Regions from separate parts of the Rattus norvegicus genome. Here region 2 is linked to region 1. A link is a contact called in public Hi-C data. All regions are on one chromosome and are shown on one strand. Each heading gives the region's core, a stretch centred on a gene start, on an enhancer-like site or on the middle of the called end of the contact. The rest is flanking DNA. Distances are from core to core; before and after follow the strand shown.

The links. Hi-C and Micro-C count contacts between places; a contact is called where the count stands out from the background.
Region 2: a Hi-C map of mammary epithelial cells shows a contact between it and region 1, with 2.8 times the contacts expected there. The contact joins the promoter of Trib1 here to the enhancer-like site in region 1. A contact is called at or near these places in 3 of 12 Hi-C or Micro-C datasets (frontal cortex, liver and mammary epithelial cells).

The regions. Positions count from the first base shown.
Region 1 is chr7:93,060,589-93,065,881 of GRCr8, forward strand. It overlaps LOC134479917 (a long non-coding RNA gene), which reads right to left. Exons shown (of 2, transcript XR_010053831.1): 1 at 5,240-5,293; 2 at 4,668-4,803. It also overlaps a transcript of Nsmce2 not described here. Among named protein-coding and RNA genes, the nearest start is that of Trib1, 33 kb to the right of the region's middle. Within about 2 kb of position 1,528, at least 45 of the 93 cell types and tissues checked have an H3K27ac peak or open chromatin away from gene starts, as enhancers often do. A contact at or near this core is called in liver, where this site is marked.
Region 2 is chr7:93,094,641-93,099,997 of GRCr8, forward strand. It overlaps Trib1 (tribbles pseudokinase 1), which reads left to right and starts at 1,361. Exons shown (of 3, transcript NM_023985.1): 1 at 1,361-2,324; 2 at 4,362-4,654. The coding sequence starts at 1,965. It overlaps LOC690120 (hypothetical protein LOC690120), which reads right to left and starts at 953. Exons shown (of 2, transcript NR_131067.1): 1 at 769-953; 2 at 31-621.

The sequences.
Region 1 (5,293 bases), core at 278-2,777:
GCAAGATTGGCACAGTAGCCTTGACTGGCCTGGAACTCAGAGATCTGTATGCCTCCCTAGTACTGGAACTAAACGTGTGTGTCACCACGCCCAGCCACTCTACTTTTTGAAGATCCTTAGATAAATATGAAGTATTGGCTACCCTGTCTTTTTAACTTCTACTTTTTCCTTTTCTTTTCTTTTTTTTTTAACATCCTCATGAGCTGAAGGACTCCCTCCCAATTTGATTGATGAATCTCTCTTGGCCAGGGAAGATTTCACTGTTTGGCTTGGGTTTGATGGTTCTCCTGAGAGCATCTTTTCACATCTGTCTCCCAGGGCTCAGCCTCGAGTGAAGTGTCAGTAAGACAGAGAGATAGAAACACCTTCCATCCCTCCTCACCATGCCAACCTTTGTGTCATGTGTGTTGGAAGTATACAGATGTATTATGGTTCGAATGTGAAATGTCACACACACACACACACACACACACACACACACACACACGAGTTGGGACACTTGGTTCCTACTTAGTGACGCCACTTTAGGAGGTTGAGCCTGGCTGGAGGAAGTTTGTATCTTCCGGTTCCCTCCTGTGTTTCCTACTTCCCAACCCAGCATGGGTGGCAGGAGTCACTGTCACATGGTCCTGCTTCCTTCCCAGGTGTCATGCCTTCCTGGCCATGGTAGACAGATAACTTCCTGATGAAACTCTCAGCCAAAACAAAGCTTTCCTCCCTCATGTTCTTTCTGTCAGGGATGAAAAAGAAACTAATGCTGGGGGTTTGACGGAGACCTCCAGTCACCCACCCCGTGCACCAGACACTCCACTCAGAGCGAGCCTCAGTTAATGTGTGTGTGTGTGTGTGTGTGTGTGTGTGTGTGTGTGTTGAAATTTCCAAGACTGTGCTTCCTGACCACCAATTGTTCAAGTGTTCCCATCACACTTCTGTCACCGCTTGCTCCTTATGCGATTGTTTTAAAAGGTGTTGACTTTTGAAAAGCCTTGTCCTAACTGATAACTCACATGAAAATCACCACGGTTTACAGTTGGGAGTACTGAGAGGAACCCACGGCTTCATGAATGCTAATTAAGTATTCTACCAAGTTCTAGTTCCAGTCAGGCATTTTTGAGGCACTTTACATCCTCCTGGCTGTTTGCTGGAGGGTTCTTGCAGGGATGGGGGCCCAAAACTTCTCTACTTACCAGGGCTCTCCCACGACCCTCCCTCTAAGCCCTACCCAGCACTAAACTAAGAAGTCTCTTGACATTGCACCAATGCCAGCAGGAAGCAAGTTTTGGCTAGCCATCAAGGCATGCTAGCCCGCCCACTGCGACCGGCCAACAGCGCTGACTTCCACAAAGAGTGGTTTGTGCTGACCGATGAATCTGAGCTTCACACGAGAAGTCTGAGCCGGACAAATGCTACGTTGGGGCTCCCAGTGTTGTCGGCCCTGGGTCACATCACCAGAGCTCAGTCGTGAGTTCCAGACAACTTCCAGTCAGTAAACATGAGCTCACCAGCTTGTCCCTATCTGCCTGTGTCCAAGCAGGTGACATCCCCTGCCTGTCTTGGGCACTTCTCAGGGAGAAGACAGCTTGAGTCCCAGGAACCCTTGCAGCTACAGATCTATTTTCCCCTTGGGTCTGTTTGTCTTTGAAATAACATGTAACTCATATTGAGCACATGTCAAGGGAGGCTGTGTGCTGCCAGCCAAGGAAAACAAGCTAAGGTGTGCTGATAGCTGGCTGGCAGTTTATGATTTACCTGAGGACAAACTGACACCAGTCACACTTTGAGGGGCTGCCTCGGAGGGTGCATTCAAGCCACAGATGGTCTGTTCTCGCTCCCTTCAGCTCTGTGGAGATGGACACTCAGAAGCAAGGTTTGGGGAAGTGGAGTGTTCTTGGAACAGCTGGATGTTCAGAGGACAAGTGCCAGTTTCGATTTCTGACCTGAGCCGCCTCCCATTAGCTTCTCCTCACCCAGGAGCCTTTAGCTGTGCATGGAAGAGGGGTCCTCTACTTTGCTTGCCTCTTGGAAATGTATCCAGCCAGGTTGAATCAAACACTGTGCACAGAGACAGGGCAGGGTGGAGACAGGCCCTGTGGAACACCGCTCTGATATTGGGTGGGAGCACGTATGGCTGGGGCACTACCCTGCCTTCAGAGAACAGGTGCTCTGAGCCTGAGTTCCTGAGGATGTATGAAGACTGTTGCAAAGTACCAACTTGCTTCAAAACAGCCAGGATGACGTAAGCTGCCTCAAAAACGACAGACAAATACTCGAGGGCTTGGTCCAGCCCTTACCTTGGGTTCCTTCCAGTAACTCGAGGACAGGCAGGGAGGAATCAGTATTGAAGTGGGGTACTGTGTCTTGGCTGTTCATTCAAGCATCCCCCCAAAGATGCACAGGCTGCAGGCTAGATCCCCAGAGCGGCTTTCTGGCAAACAGTGGACTTTCTTCTTTTTTAAATTATTCACTTAACATTCCAATATCAGGACCCCCTTCCAGTACTCCCTCACAGAGATCATTCTCAATTGCCCTTTCCTCCTATGAGAAGGGGAGGCCTCCCTTGGTTGTGTGTGTGTGTGTGTGTGTGTGTGTGTGTATATGTATGTATGTATGTGTGTGTGTATGTGATGTGTGTGTGTATGTGTGTGGTGTGTGTGTATGTATGTGTGTGGTGTGTGTGTGTGCGGTGTGTGTATATGTATGTATGTGTGTGTGCTGTGTGTGTATATGTGTGTGTATGTGTGGTGTGTGTGTGTGTATGTGTGTGGTGTGTGTTTGTATGTGTGTGGTGTGTTTGTATGTGTGTGGTGTGTATGAGTGGTGTGCGTATGTATGTGTGGTGTGTGTGTGTATATGTGTGTATGTGTATGTGTGGTGTGCGTGTATGTGTGTGTGTATGTGTGTGTGTATGTATGTGTGTGTATGTGTGTGTATGTGTGTGTATGTATGTGTGTGTATGTGTGTGTATGTGTGTGGTGTGTGTGTATGTATGTGTGGTGTGTGTGTGTATGTGTGTGTGTATGTATGTGTGTGTATGTGTGTGGTGTGTGTGTGTATGTGTGTGGTGTGTTTGTATGTGTGTGGTGTGTATGTGTGGTGTGTGTGTGTGTATGTATGTGTGGTGTGTGTGTGTGTGTGTGTGTGTGCTTTCGCGCGCACACACGCACGCACGCACGCATGTGTGCTCCCCAGCACATCAGTCACAGCAGGATTAGGTGCATCCTCTCCCATTGAGGCCAGACAAGGCAGCCCAGCTAGGCCATTGGAATCCACAGGCAGGCAACAGATTCAGGGACGGTCATCATTTCAGTTGTTAGGGACCCACATGAAGACCAAGCTGCTCATCTGCTACACATTGCAGGGGCCTAGGTCCAGCCCATGTTTGCTCTTGGTTGGTGGCTCAATCTCTGGGGGCCACCCAGGGTCCAGGTTAGTTGACCCAGTTAGGGTCTTCCTGTGGAGGCCCTGTCCTCTTTAGGTCCCTCAGTCCTTTCCCCAACTCTTCCACAAGACTCCCCTGCTCCATCTAATTTTTGGTTGTGAGTCTCTGTATCTGTTTCCATCAACAGCTGGGTGGAGCCTCTCAGAGGACAGTTATACGAGGCTCCTGACTGCAAGCATAACAGAGTATCAGTAATAGTGTCAGGGATTGGTTCTTGCCCATTGGGTGGGTCTCAATGGTGAGTCATTGCTTGGACACTCCCTCTGTCTCTGCTCTCTGCTCTCTTTGTCCCTATACATCTTGTAGGCAGGACACATTTTGGGTGGAAGGTTTTGTGGGTGGGTTGCTGCCCTTATCCCTTCACTGCGAGTCCAGCTTTAGAAAGTGGCCACTTCAGTCTCCATATCCCCCACTGCCATGAATCTCAGCTAGGGTCACCCACATAGCACCCTGGGACCTCCCCACCACTGTCCTAGAGATGCCCCCACTCCGATTTCTGTTCTCTCCTCTGCTCTCCCTACCCCTGATCCCCCACCCCCTCTCCCACCCAGTTCCCTTCCTCCATCCACCTTTGATATCTATTTTATTTCCCCTCTGAGAAAGATTCAAGCCTCCTCTCTTGGTCCTTCCTTGTTATCTGGCTTCTTTGGGTCTGTGGATTGATAGCATGGTTATCCTGAACTTTACGGTGAGTAAGTGGTGAGGCCTGGAAGGAGGTCTTTAGCTCTTAGAATCAGTTGTGGGTACCTCAGCCCTTTCTGGCTTCCATGTTCCAAGGCGTGATATCCTCCTGCTGTTACCCACACTGAGGTGACACAGCCAAGGAGAGAGCAGGACCCATTCTGATAATTCTGTTAGTGTTAAGAACTGTGAACTAAACCAACTTCTTGGCCTTTATAAAATTAGCTTGTCTGCGGTATTTTCCTGTAGTAAAGAAAAGTAAACGGGTAGGTTAATTGTGAATATAAAGTATTTAAGGGATTTTTATAAATGTATTCATAAAATAATATAAAGATGTGCCTTTCCACAAAATGTGATCCTTTTCAGGTTTATTATGAAAGGTCAAATTGTGTTCCAGGTCAGTGAAACCCTTCAGGATATAGTACTCAGGAAATATTTTATGACTTGACTTGGCAATGAAAAAGGGCTGATTTGGAGAAATGGGAATGGCCAACATAAGCACAGAAGCTGTACCCCAGAAAAAAGGATTAGAAGGACAAAGATCAGATAAATGAGCAGACAGGGTCCTGTTGTGGGTTCCAGCAGAGGGACCTAGAGGTGACACTGAATACATGATTTCTGTCTGAGTCTTCAAGGTCTGTAGAAATGTTAGATGCATCCGGTGGCTCATTTGGGAAACAGCCCTGAGGAGAAAACTCTCAGTTTTCAAAAAAAAAATAGAAAGAGAAAAAGAAGAGAAAGAAGAAGAGAGATGACAAAAAGGCCGAAGTGTAAGAAAAAGGACCCAGGGACAGGTAAGCCACCGAAAATCTGGAAGGAAGCTACTCTGAGAGTTAATAAAATTTCCAAGTCTGAAAAGGGCCAGCATGGGGCAGATCGGGGTGGGGGATGGGGTGGGGGTGGGAGTGGGGAGGTGGCTGAACAGACTAGGCTGTGCCATCTTTATTACCGTTGTCACTGCTCTGACTAAGCACCTGACAGAAGAACTCAAGGAAGGAAGGAAGGAAGGGTTCATTTTGGCTCAGGGCTCTGGCGGGGAAGGCGTGGCTACAGACGAGTGTGAGGCACCTACAGTCAGGAAATTGAGAAGAGAAACAAGGGCACTCCGTTGCTGCTCACCTTCTGAGTCATACCAGAGCCCCTGCCATGGAACGATGCCAACCACATCCCAGG
Region 2 (5,357 bases), core at 111-2,610, 34 kb after region 1:
TTAATTAGCGTTTGTTGAATGGCTGGAGAATTAATAATGAAAAGGATTTATTTTTGGGCTTGACCTGGTTTTAGAAAATTAATTATTCAGCATAAATACAAGAAAGGATTTTGATAATAGTTTCTATGCTTCGTGAGGATCCAGACTCCAAACTGACCTGGTTTGCGAAAGAAGTGGAGAGGAAGAAAGAAAAAAAAAAAGCCAAACAAACAAAACCCAGCAACACAAAATGTGGTTGCAAGCTGTTTACACAACTCAAAACTGCATGAACGTATACACGCGACCTAGTATCCCAAGCAGTGGATAGAATGACCCGTAGCTCAGTATCTAATACTCCCGGCCGCATTGGCGCCCTAGACCCTCCGGCGCGTATGCAGGCTGGAGGGGACAGGAATCTGGCGCCAGCCACGTGGGCTCCTTCCGCCAGTTCCCCACATCCTTTGTTTCCCACCGGCCGGAGCTCAGGAAGCTCTTTCTGCGAGTCACCGCGAAGGGGCGGCCCAGGAGCTTGGAGAGGCTATTTCCGTGCAATCCGGGCGGGCGGCAGGCGCGGGAGGGGCGTGGAGGTGGAGGCAGAGCAGAAGGCCCAGTGTTTGCTTTTATTTCATCCAACAGAAGGTTCTATTTGTGGAAGCGAACAGACGCTGGGGATTAGAGTTGGGAGGGGGCAGGAAAAGAGGGGAAAAAAAAAGCCACATTCACTACCACGCACAGGTCTTCCCCGGAACTACCGCGTGGGGGTGAATGACTGATAATGGAATTCATCACCTTTCCTCTCGCCCCTTCCTCCGGCTGCAGCCGCGACTCGGCGGCGCCCACAGCTCCACCGGGAGCTCCCCAGAATGCAGAGCGGCGGGGGGAACCCACCAGGGTAAAGGCGTGACCGCTGGGTCGCAGCCAGTTGCCGGTGCGGAGCCTGGAGGTGCGCGCGGACGCCCGGAGCTCGGGATCCATTGTGTTGTGTGAATGATGCGCGTGCACCAATCCGCAGTCGTTTCGCCCCCGCTGCCCCGCCCCTCCCGCCCACTTCCCCGGGAACCTGACGTCACGGGAGCTTTTCCTCCGCCTCCTCCCTGGGCTACCAGCCCGCGGGCCTGCGGTAGGGCGCGCGCAGCCTGCTGCCCAGCCCAACCTAGGGGGGCGTGTGCGCGCCCAAGGCGTCCCAGGACGTTCCCACCTGCGCCTAGGCGCGCGCGGTCGGGAGCATCTCCAGGCCTCCGGCCACCCCTACTGTCCCAGCCTCCAACTCCACCTCCTCTCCCCCTAAGTCTCCTCCCTCCGCTCCGGTGACTGCTAGCCGGGCGACGGGGCCGGAGTCGTCGCTGCCACCTCATTGCACAACCCGGCTTCCCAACTGTTTACACAGCCCGGGCTGTGAGTGTGTGTGTGTGTATACAGCGTGAGTCACCGGGAGGCGGAGGAGGTGGAGGAAAAGGAGAAGGAGTGCACTGGCCGGGATCAGTGCGGCACACACTCATATTCAGTCACTCTCTCTAAGCGCGTCTCGCTCGCTCACACGCCTGGAGCCCAGGAGCGCGCAGGATCCCGAGCGGCGCGGAAAAGTTGCACCGGCTTTTACTCAAGACTAATTGCTTTGGGAAGTGCGTTTGCTCGGTGAAGCCAACGAGCCTGCGGAATCTGTCCTCCAGGCTCAGCACCCGGGAACTCGGGCGGCCTCCACGTCCCGGGCTATCCACGGTCTCGGCAACAATAGCGGCCGCCACCGCCAGCGAGGCGTCCAGACCTGGTGCCTGCCGGGGTCTGGGGACCTTAGCCGGCCTCCCACCCTTGGACGCGTGGCCAGTGTGGTTCTCGTGTACAACATCAGCGTCCTGGAACTGCTCTCGTTTTGCTCCTTTTGGGGACCGATCCAAGCTCTATCTGCAGACTCCATCCCGCGGACTGGAAGTCGTAGCGCGGATCCAGGGATTTACAAAGCCGGGGCCGCTCCGGCCAGGGCCGCGATGCGGGTCGGTCCCGTGCGTTTTGCCCTGAGCGGCGCCTCGCAGCCCCGCGGACCGGCTCTACTGTTCCCGGCTGCCCGGGGCACCCCGGCCAAACGCCTGCTGGACACGGACGACGCGGCGGCCGTGGCGGCCAAGTGTCCGCGCCTCTCTGAGTGCTCGAATCCCCCTGACTACCTCAGTCCCCCCGGCTCGCCCTGCAGTCCTCAGCCTCCACCCTCGGCGCAGGGGACCGGCGGCAGCTGTGTGAGCGCACCCGGGCCCAGCCGAATCGCCGACTACCTGCTGCTACCCCTAGCTGAGCGCGAGCATGTGTCCCGGGCACTGTGCATCCACACCGGCCGCGAGCTGCGCTGCAAGGTAAGCATCCTGGGGCGGAGGTTGCGGGTCTGGATAGTCCACAGAAGTGCTTAAGTTCCAACCCACCCGGACCACGCTCCCGCCAGCGCTTGGCTCTGGCAAAACAGATAAGGGCATTGAGTCGGATAAGGAGGGTATTTTGGTCAGCTTCGTCTTTTTGGAGGTTGAGGGGTTTCCTGTGGATGTTAATGGTGAAAGTTCGGCGGCCTAGAGGAAGTGCAGGGTTCGGTTCTTTTATCTCTGTTCTGTTCTTTGGCGCCTGGCGTTCCATTTAAGTTTGGAATTGCAATGGATTCCAGGGCCATGCCATTGCCCTGCTCTCATCCCCCTCCTCCCCCTTGTCCTGGAAGGACGCCCTGCAGTGGGTACCTTCCTCGGGACTTGGAGCAACTGGCAATCTTTTTGCCGGAGGTTCGCGGCATGGTTTCTGCATAGACCGGAGTGGGGCTTCTACCTGGGGGATTCTGGACTTGAACTCCGGTTGGGACCAGAATACAGCCCACCCCAGGAAGTGTTAGGAGGGGGTGGTCTTAGGCCTGGGAGGGCTTATGGCCAGCGTCGGACTGTTGGAAAACTTCCAGTGGCTCGCTTCCACTCGCTTTAGTTTGAGGCCGGCAATTTTCCTTGCAACATTAGGAAGGAGTACAACTAGATACAGGATGGCCGGGCTCTCCCGGAGAGCGCCTAGCCGAGGACGGCTGCGCAGTCTGCGCTTTGTGAGTCGGACATCCTGTCTCCGGGCCACGGAGGGCCCCACCGACTCCTTTCATTCTTCTGGAGTTAAAAGTGGCATCTGGGTTTCCAACAACTCACCTGAAAGCCTCCCCCACTCCAACCCCCCCCCTCCGCGTCGCGCCCCTCCTCCCCGTTTGCTGCTGCCACCTACTGTCCACCCGCGTGAAATCTCAGACGCGTGGTCAAGCCCAGAGGAAAAACTCTTCTTGGTGGATGAGAACAGTTTTGGGAAAGAAACGGATGGGGCGGGAGGAGAGGGCAGCAGAGAGATTTTTTTCCCCCCAGTTGGTACTAGAGCAGCCACCTCAGAGGTGGGGTGGGTCTGGGTCATTGTGCAACCCCTTCCAGTTCCTCCGAGCAGATAATAGCTGAATCCAGATGGTGACAGCCCGTGTGTCACCATTTCCAGTTGCGTCTAGGATATGAGTAACCAGACTGAACAAAAGGCCCTTAAAGAGACCAACCAGCTTCTTAGAGGATTTGCTACCCATTCTGGGGGTGGGACAGCCAGGGTGGGGGTCCAGTAAACAAACAGATGGGAAAAAAAAGACTGTATAGAGGTGTCTATCCCCTCCTGTGAGGGCTTCCAGGCTACTTCGACCTGAGTCACAACCATAGGCAGGAGGCATAAGGCTGCTTTGTCAGTCTCTCCTTCTAAGTCATCAGTTCCTTCTGACTAATGACAGCTCTGCGTGTTTGCTGCCTCAGCTTCCCCATGGAGGCTGCAAAGTCACCACATTCCTTAACTGAGCACTGCTGAGCCTCCTGGGTTTGCAAGGAGACACATGCATGTTTAGCTGCTGCTTTTTCACCCTTAGGGATGCCGGGGTACATTGCACAGGCCACTTACTGTCTGCTAGGAAGAGTTACATCAGGGAGCTGGGCTTGACTGCCAGGAGCTGATGACCCTTAAAAAAGAAAAGCATGTGCAGAAGGCAATTCTTCCAATCATCCTACAATAGGGTTAGGCTTTGGTAGTGTGCTAGCCCAGATCCCAAGTCATTTGGTAGTGTGCTAGCCCAGATCCCAAGTTCGGTCCCGGAGCTGGGGACCGAACCCAGGGCCTTGCGCTTCCTAGGTAAGCGCTCTACCACTGAGCTAAATCCCCAACCCTGTCATAGCTAGTTTTAAAGGCATCATGGCAGCTGGAGCTTCAAGATGGGTAGAGAGAATAGAATATATGAATGGGGCTTATTGCCATTGAAAGACAGAGATTGAGAACTCCAGACCAAGGTCATATAGGCCCTGGGAGGCAGCCCCCTGACTTTCTAGTCCCTTAAACCGGTGACTTTCTCTCCGCAGGTGTTTCCCATTAAACACTACCAAGACAAAATCAGGCCTTACACCCAGCTGCCGTCCCATAGAAACATTACTGGCATCGTGGAAGTGATCCTCGGGGAGAGCAAGGCCTACGTTTTCTTTGAGAAGGACTTTGGAGACATGCACTCCTATGTACGAAGCCGGAAAAGGCTTCGGGAAGAGGAGGCCGCTCGGCTCTTCAAGCAAATTGTTTCCGCCGTTGCCCACTGCCACCAGTCAGCCATTGTGCTGGGGGACCTGAAGCTTAGGAAATTCGTCTTCTCCACAGAGGAGAGGTAGGCAGCTGCCACAGCACCTCTTGTGGCCTTTTGGGACAACAACAACAACAACCCCCCCCAAAAAAAAAACAAAACAAAGAAACAAACAAACAAAATAACCCCCCACCTCCACCCCCAGAGGTACAGGTCATGCAGTTAGGTGCAAGATAAACTCGAGGGCTTAGTTCTTCTGTGCTTTTAGTCTTAAGTCCTGCATCTGAGAAGTCACGGCCAGGCTTGGTCTATTCTCTGCTCCACTGGGCGGAGTATAGGGAAACCTAGAGACACCATGGTGTTTTTGTGGGTGCTACCTGTTGACTAGATGCCCTTCCTGCTCCTGTCCGAGGCTCAGGTTTATTTTCTCTTGTTAGAAAGGTCAGTCTTTTGGGGAAAAGGTTCACTTGTCCTTGACAGCACTGACTCCAAGAAGTGTTCAAATCCTTGCTTCCATCCGTACCTGGAAGGCATTACAGCTAGCTGTGTGGTTGTGTTTGCAGAATATCATCTTGCCACACCGAATTCCTGCTCCATTTCAGCCTGGGCTGCACCCCACTCCCCACCCCCATCCCCCAGTAGTTGGTTCACATTCTCTGGTGAGTTTTTTTTTTTTTTTTTTTTTTTTTTTTTGGTTCTTTTTTTCGGAGCTGGGGACCGAACCCAGGGCCTTGCGCTTCCTAGGCAAGCGCTCTACCACTGAGCTAAATCCCCAGCCCCCTCTGGT